Regions from separate parts of the Rattus norvegicus genome. Here region 1 is linked to region 2. A link is a contact called in public Hi-C data. All regions are on one chromosome and are shown on one strand. Each heading gives the region's core, a stretch centred on a gene start, on an enhancer-like site or on the middle of the called end of the contact. The rest is flanking DNA. Distances are from core to core; before and after follow the strand shown.

The links. A called contact is a pair of places that touch in the nucleus more often than the background predicts.
Region 1: a contact with region 2 is called in a Hi-C map of liver, with 4 times the contacts expected there. The contact joins two enhancer-like sites. A contact is called at or near these places in 10 of 12 Hi-C or Micro-C datasets (the A7r5 cell line, the Rat2 cell line, Schwann cells and 6 more).

Annotation. Positions count from the first base shown.
Region 1 is chr20:10,998,651-11,002,213 of GRCr8, forward strand. All of the region lies in intron 1 of Ube2g2 (ubiquitin-conjugating enzyme E2G 2), which reads right to left. Among named protein-coding and RNA genes, the nearest start is that of Ube2g2, 4.6 kb to the right of the region's middle. Within about 2 kb of position 1,776, at least 13 of the 93 cell types and tissues checked have an H3K27ac peak or open chromatin away from gene starts, as enhancers often do. A contact at or near this core is called in liver, where this site is marked.
Region 2 is chr20:10,774,518-10,778,174 of GRCr8, forward strand. Tspear (thrombospondin-type laminin G domain and EAR repeats) reads right to left here. Exons shown (of 12, transcript XM_063279613.1): 11 at 2,603-2,704. Among named protein-coding and RNA genes, the nearest start is that of Lrrc3, 17 kb to the left of the region's middle. Within about 2 kb of position 1,509, at least 2 of the 93 cell types and tissues checked have an H3K27ac peak or open chromatin away from gene starts, as enhancers often do. A contact at or near this core is called in liver, where this site is marked.

The DNA.
Region 1 (3,563 bases), core at 526-3,025, 220 kb after region 2:
GAAAGGACTCGAGGTCCCACAGCATGAACCTGTTCATCCATGCACTCTGGTGTGCACTCAGCTTTGTTCTCATAAAGGTAAGCAGTCCATCACCACGGGCTGTGAGGGCTGGGCTGGGCAGGAAACCTGCAAAGGCAAACAATGCCAGATAGTGTTGGGGCCTCCAGCCACCACCCCAAAAAAGGAAGAGGGGTAGGCTGAAAGATGCACGACAGAGGGCGTGACTATGGAAAGGTTCAGCAGGGGACCACTGTAGCTAAGTGACAGCCTATGTCTGCACAGAATGGAAGCAAGGACTGGTTCTCACCGTGACTGCATGGCATGGGGACTTCCACACCCCCAGCACACTCCATAATTAGTCTAAGTTAAAAATAGTGGGGGGAGGAGTGGACGAGGGGCTGGAGAGCCGGCTCAGTGGTTAAGAGAATTCACTGCTCTTACAGGGAGGGGCCCAGGACTGGCTCCCAGCACCCATGTGGCAGCTCACAGTTTCAGGGGATTTGACACCGTTTTCTGGCCTCTGTGGGCACTGTACTCAGGTGTGTACTTTAAAACATGCAGGTAAACACTCAGAAAATAGCAATGTGATTTTTAAGTGAATGGGAGCGTTGGGGAGATCTGAAGAAAGCCAGACAGAGAGAAAAGACCAGGAGCACCAGCAGTTGCGTGCGTGCGTGCGTGCGTGCGTGCGTGCGTGCCAGCCAGCATACTTCAAGGAAGCAGGCGGCGGACACCAAGTACCATGGAGGCTTTGGGCACAGGCTGGCTACACAGTGGGCTCTACAGTGTCCCTCTGAACCTCTTCGCAGACACAGGCTGGGACAGAGAACAGAAGCAGCTTGCCAAGCTGTGTACTCAGTCATCTGAGTCTAGTCCGACTTCTCTGATTGTAAGACTTAACACAGGAGGCAGAGGTTCTGCGCTGCTGAAATGTGGGGATGAGAAGGAGGCCCAATGCGGTGAACAAAGGGCGCCTAGGGCAAAAGGTAGCAGAGCTGTGTGCTTTGTGGGAGTCCCTTTGTGGGAGTCCCCAGAACGGCAGCCAGCGCCATCCCACCCACTTTGCTATCCAGCAGTGACCCCTGCTGGTCAGAAACGAACAGAGTCAGCGGCAGGGAGGCTTCAGGACAACGTGCACAGGTAAGCGCACGCAAAACCACAGCTCCATGTTCAGTAATAAACACAAGTTCCAGAGGAGAAATAATTACTAACCATATCAGAAGCTTTCAAAGACCATTCCCTGAAAGTGGTGATTTTTTTTAAAAGCTATTTTTCTTAAAAGCTGCTTAAATAGGCACTGTGTGAACAAAATATAAGTTCTTCTCGAACTCGGTGGTTCCGTGTCTAGAGGCCTTGACTGGTAAAGACAAGAAAGATGGCTGCAGGGGTTACTCCTCCAAGAAGCTGAGAAAATACCGAGGCCCTATAGTGGGAGACCAGGGAAATCCGGCTCACACCAGCATGCTCTCCACACTGCACAGGAAGCTCCTGGACATGCTGAGGAGACAACCAGGGGAAGAAGAAACCACACTTCAAGTAAAGTCATCAGGTCAGGTCCTAATGCCACCTGCCTAAGTCCCCTCTGAGGCCTCCAGTCAGCAGGGTCTACAGTGAGTTCCAGGTCAGCCAGGACTACATGGAGAAACCCTGCAAAAACAAACAATGGGGAAAGAAAAAGAAAAACAAACAGAATGGAAGGGGCAGAGTGGTGAGACAGCGTGCTGGTGAGACTGCACAGAAATACACCCAACAACTGGGCGGGTCCTTTCACACTGAACAACTGGGCGGGTCCTTTTACACTGACCAGGCATTTTGAAAGTGATTCACAGAGAAAAGCACACAATGTTCACAGCAGATCTTGTTGTCGTAGCCAAAAGTTGGCAACATCCCAGAGATCATCAGGAAGCAAATGTTTAAACAGTGCAGCCTGACCATGCAATGGGCTATCACTCTACATTAAAAAGGACGCTGTTCTGGGGAGATGATCTTCCAGAGGACCCAGGTTCAGTTCCCAGCACTCACACAGCAACTCACAACTTCAGTTCCAGGAGATCCGACTCCCTCCTCTGGCTTCTGCAGACACCGGGCATGTGCTTGGTACACAGACATATGCATAGGCAAAAGACCATATGCATAGAATAAAACTAAAACCTTTCAAAAGAAAAGAAGAGCTGGAGAGATGGCTCAGCGGTTAAGAGCACTGACTGCTCTTCCAGAGGTCCTGAGTTCAATTCCCACAACCATCTGTAATGAGATTCGATGCCCTCTTCTGGTGTGTCTGAAGACAGCTGCAGTGTACTCATAAAATAAACAAATCTTAAAAAAAAATTAAAGCAAAACAAAAGAATTTAAAAAGAAAACAGAAAAGAAAAGGAACACAGCCACTGCTCCCTAGTCTGTGAATATTCAGGGTCAACAGAGATCTAAGGATAATCAAAATATCAGTGGAAATTCCCAAGTAAACAACTGGTCCATTTTAACAGGCGATTGAGAGAACTATAGTGAAATCTCACTCCACCCTGCCGAGTCCTGCCAGGACTTTTACCCAACAGTTGTAACTGCCCAGAAGTTCTATTTCATCACTTGCTGCGGTAAGGGTAAGGGGACACTGCAGCACAGACAAGTCCAGAGCAACCATGCTGAATGCAGAGGCTGGAGGAGGGGACAGAGGGGTCCCAGGGCAGGGCATTCTGAAGATGCTATTCACACTGTGGACGTGACACACTCGAACATACAGGACCCTACAGTCCAGCAAGAAAGTCAGCCCTGTGCAAAGCCTGCCAGAGACAGACAGAAAAGGCAGAGCTAGCCTTTTGCATACGTGAAAGGATGCTGCCACCTCACTCGTAATCACTGACACACAGTTCGAGCCACAGGATACCATCTAACACCTACCAGACAAGGTGAAGACCCAAAAGCCTAATGTAGAAGTGGAAATCCTAAGCTGTGGTGGACCATGGCATGCACCAGAAAAGCCACAGGCACAAAGAGTTTAGCATATCTGGTAAAGCTCGCTGGTCACTCAAATGCAGCATGGGTCTGAATCATGCTCCCACTGCAAACCCGCACATATGCACCATGAGATTTTCACAACTGCAAATAACTTCAGTGTCTACCAGCAGCAGAGCAGATGGGGTCTGGTTTATTCATAAAAAGAAATCCACTCAGCCAGGAGAGGGAACTGCAGTCAGTCACGGGCTTCGAGAGAAAGGGAACTGAGACACGAGGCTGGGCAAGAGGTTCCAGGGCAAAGCAAACAAAAAACATATACTGTATAATTTCTATTAAGACAAACAAAAGAAACCACACTGTCCAGAGATAGACCGGCAATAAAGAAAGGAAAAGAACAGGAACTCGGTGTGTTGGTAACTCTGGTGGTGCTGGGAAGAAGATGACTCTGGGTCACTGTCATGCTCTGCTCTACAAGCAGGGCCTCATGGAAACCACGGTACTCACCGGGCCATTACTGTAACAAAGTGCCTGAGACAGTCACCTTACAGAGAGGAAAGTTTTGGCTTACGGCTTTGGGAATCCCACTGTATGTCTGAATGCCTGCTTATGAA
Region 2 (3,657 bases), core at 259-2,758:
GCTTTGTGGCATCCCTAAGAGATTCCTGGATGGCAGATGGCATGGCTTATAGCAGGGAGACCGGTAGTTTCGCCCCTGTAAGGAGGATGGGGCCAATGCGTGCTCCCCTTGATCCCTTGCCATATACAGGAGTTTATGATGAATCTGGCAATCGATGGATCAGTCACAACGGAGAAAAGGTATCACATTATTCACTCCCATTTATGGGGGAATTGGCACAGTCGTGACCCCCATGGTGTTGATTATTTAAAGAGAATAGAGCTAGTATCATTACACAGTTACAGCAGCCCCTAAGTAGAGTTAGTGTTGGAATTAAATATATTAGAGGAAATTAGGAGGAAGAAGCCCATATACGATGAATCTAATTTGGTAGCTCACAAAGCAACAGAAAGGCTACCGTAAAATCTCAGATAGTTGACTGCTGACTACAGGTACCACTGTGTGGCTTGCCAACTTGGCTACTGTCTCAAACGTTAGAGATAACATCAACTTGCAAATGAATGGTTTACTGATTTCTTGGAATTGGGTCCAATCTATGAATATCTAATAAGAACATTGTAAAACCGTTCCCGGGGACCTTTGTCCTTTCTGTTCCTGTGTATGTGCAACATTGCTTTTCGCTTCACTTTATGATTATAAAAGTCTGATGCTTGAATAGAAAAATAGCACTCAGATCCAAGACCACCTTGTGTCTGTGTCTGTTTGTCATCTGCTGACACCTTGCCCACCTGAAACCAGTCCCTCTGGGTTGCCTTAACGGTCTGTGGCATGACGTGAATTTACTTTTCTCTTAAGTTTATTTTATGCGTGCGTGTGTGTGTGTGTGTGCGTGTGTGTGTGTGTGTGTGTATGTGGAGTGTGTCCTGCGATTTTGAATAGTCCTGTGACCTTCCCAGACTGCATGCGTGGAATGATTGGGAGTTACCATGTGGGTGCTGAGAACCAAATTGAAAGAGCAGCAAGGGGTTGGGGATTTAGCTCAGTGGTAGAGTGCTTGCCTAGCAAGCGCAAGGCCCTGGGTTCAGTCCCCAGCTCCGAAAAAAAGAAAAAATAAAAAATAAAAAAGAGGAGCAAGTGCTCTTAGCCACCGAGCCATCTCTCCTTTAACAAACCTCTGTCATGTTCAAAAGACCACAGCAATGAATCTGAAAGTCCAAGCAAAGCCCTAACTTTCTAATAAACTGCAGGTGACCGAAGCATTTCAGGAGAGCGGAGACCCGAAGAAGCAGGTAAGTGTGAGGGGAGATGGATCACAAAGAGGTCCCAGAAACTGTCCTGGCGACAGGTGCAGAGAGAAGCTGCATCGTCTGCTTATAAACTTATAGACTACTACAGGGTGTCACAGACAGACTTCCCTTCCTCTCAGAAACCAGTCTGAGCTACAGTTGGAATCCAGAAGGTTGCAGAAATTCTGAGTCAGCAATTGGAAACTGGGATGAAGAAAGTCTGAGTCTGACCTCAGTGGCTCTGCTCCAAACAAATCTCTCACTGTCTGTCATCACACCAGCAGGTCAACCTCTCCCGCCCTAAGTGCTATGGACGCCTAGGGAAATCAGGAGCCAGGCGGGCTGAGGCACCTCCCTAGCTGTGACGTTTAGATCAAAGCCACAGGACTGGAGAGATAGCTCAGCGGCTAAGAGCACTGACTGCTCTTCCAGAGGTCCTGAGTTCAAATCCCAGCAACCACATGGTGGCTCACCACCATCTGTAATGGGATCTGATGCCCTCTTCTGGTGTGCATGAAGACAGCTACAGCGTACTTATATAGAATAAATAAATAAACCTTAAAAAAAAAAGTTTAGATCAAAGCCACAAAGCAGAACGGTTGGCTGCCACTGCTGCTGTCCAAGATAGTGATGGAACTTTGAGCTAGTTAGGCGACTAACTAAGCTATTGAAGCCTTACCAGGTAAGGGTGCCACTACCTTCATGGAAGAGACAGCCAGTGTGGCTAGGGCCCTGAGACTCCTCCCTTTAAAGCCATTTGGCAGTGTTTTCAGGTGACTGATAAAGGGCTGGGAACGCAGCCCGCCCCACTCGTGGTTAAGCACTCAAAAACTACTAGACAGGGCTGGAGAGATGGCTCAGTGGTTAAGAGAACCGACTGCTCTTCCAGAGGTCCTGAGTTCAATTCCCAGCAACCACATGGTGGCTCACAACCATCTGTAATGGGATCAGATGCCCTCTTCTGGTGTGGCTGAAGACAGCTACAGTGTACGCACATACATAAAATAAATAATTCTTAAAAAAAAAAACTACTAGACAAAAAAAAAAAAAAAAGCAAGGGGAGTGTCTCAATATTAGAGGAAAACCAGGCCCCATAAATTCCCACTAATTTGCCCATCCATCTACGCGTCGTTAGCTGACAGTCTTTACCTGAGGGGCGTGGCCCTCGGGATGTCGCTGATACAGCCTGGTGACAGATTCCCTGTCCTGGTCGGACTTGGGAAAGCGCACCCTCAGGCTGATGGTCTTGACTTGTTCTGAGCCAGGGGTCACCTTCCGCCCCGCCCCCCTTGAAGGGAATGGAAATTCCCCTCCCCCAACCCCATACGATGAACCCTGAGATGGGAGGATGACCCCTGACCTTCAGCGGTCCTTACCTGTAAATAATACTGTTCACTGAGAAGGTGTTTCCGTCAAAGGAGTTCGCGACCACCAGGAAGTGATCTTCTCCCACCGAGAAGAACTCCCAGTCCAGCGCGCTGAGGAGACAGAGGGCGGGGTGAAGACACTAATGCTTTTGCAGAGCCAATGCCCGCCCCATGTTGGATTCTGGGAAGGTCTTGTCTCCTGAGTTACACCTCACTCTCCCGCTGAGCAACGTCTTCCATTATTTTGTTTTTTAAGATTTATCTTGGGGCTGGAGGGATGGCTCAGCAGTTAAGCGCACGGTCTGCTCTTCCAGAGGACCTGGGTTCAATTCCCAGCACCTATGGAGCAGCGCCCAACTGTCTGGTTCTAGGGGATCGGGCATCTTCACCCAGCATACGTGCAGGCAAAACGTCAATATACATTCAAAAACAAATTGAAAATGGAATAGAGCAAAAAAAATAATTTAAAGGGGTTGGGGATTTAGCTCAATGGTATAGCGCTTGCAAGCAAAAGGTCCTGGGTTCAGTCCTCAGCTCGGGGAGGGGGGTGGGAGCCTGGTGTGGCAATGTGACTCCCTCCAGGGCCACTGGGCCCAGAGCCTGCGGGCAGCTCTGTTGAGAGTGGTTCTGGGTTGAGAGGGGCATTACTATTTCCTCTCTTTGTTCTTTGTCCCAGGTGATATGTGTGTGTGTGTGTGTGTGTGTGTGTGTGTGTGTGTGTGTGTGTGTGTATGAGATTTTCAAAGCATTGTGGGTAACCTGTCAATCAAAAGATTGGGCCGAGGGCTGGAGGGATGGCTCAGCGGTTAAGAGCACTGACTGCTCTTCCAGAGGTCCTGAGTTCAATTCCCAGCAACCACATGGTGGCTCAAAACCATCTGCAATGGGATCTGATGCCCTCTTCTGGTGTCTGGAGACACCTACGGTGTACTCACATACACACAATAAATAAATCAATTTATAAAAATAAGTAAATAAATAAATAGAAATAAAAAGATTAGGCCGAAGTTGAAGGTCCCTCATCCCTTTCTTAACTTCCTGGACCGCAGCCGGGAAGGCTGTTT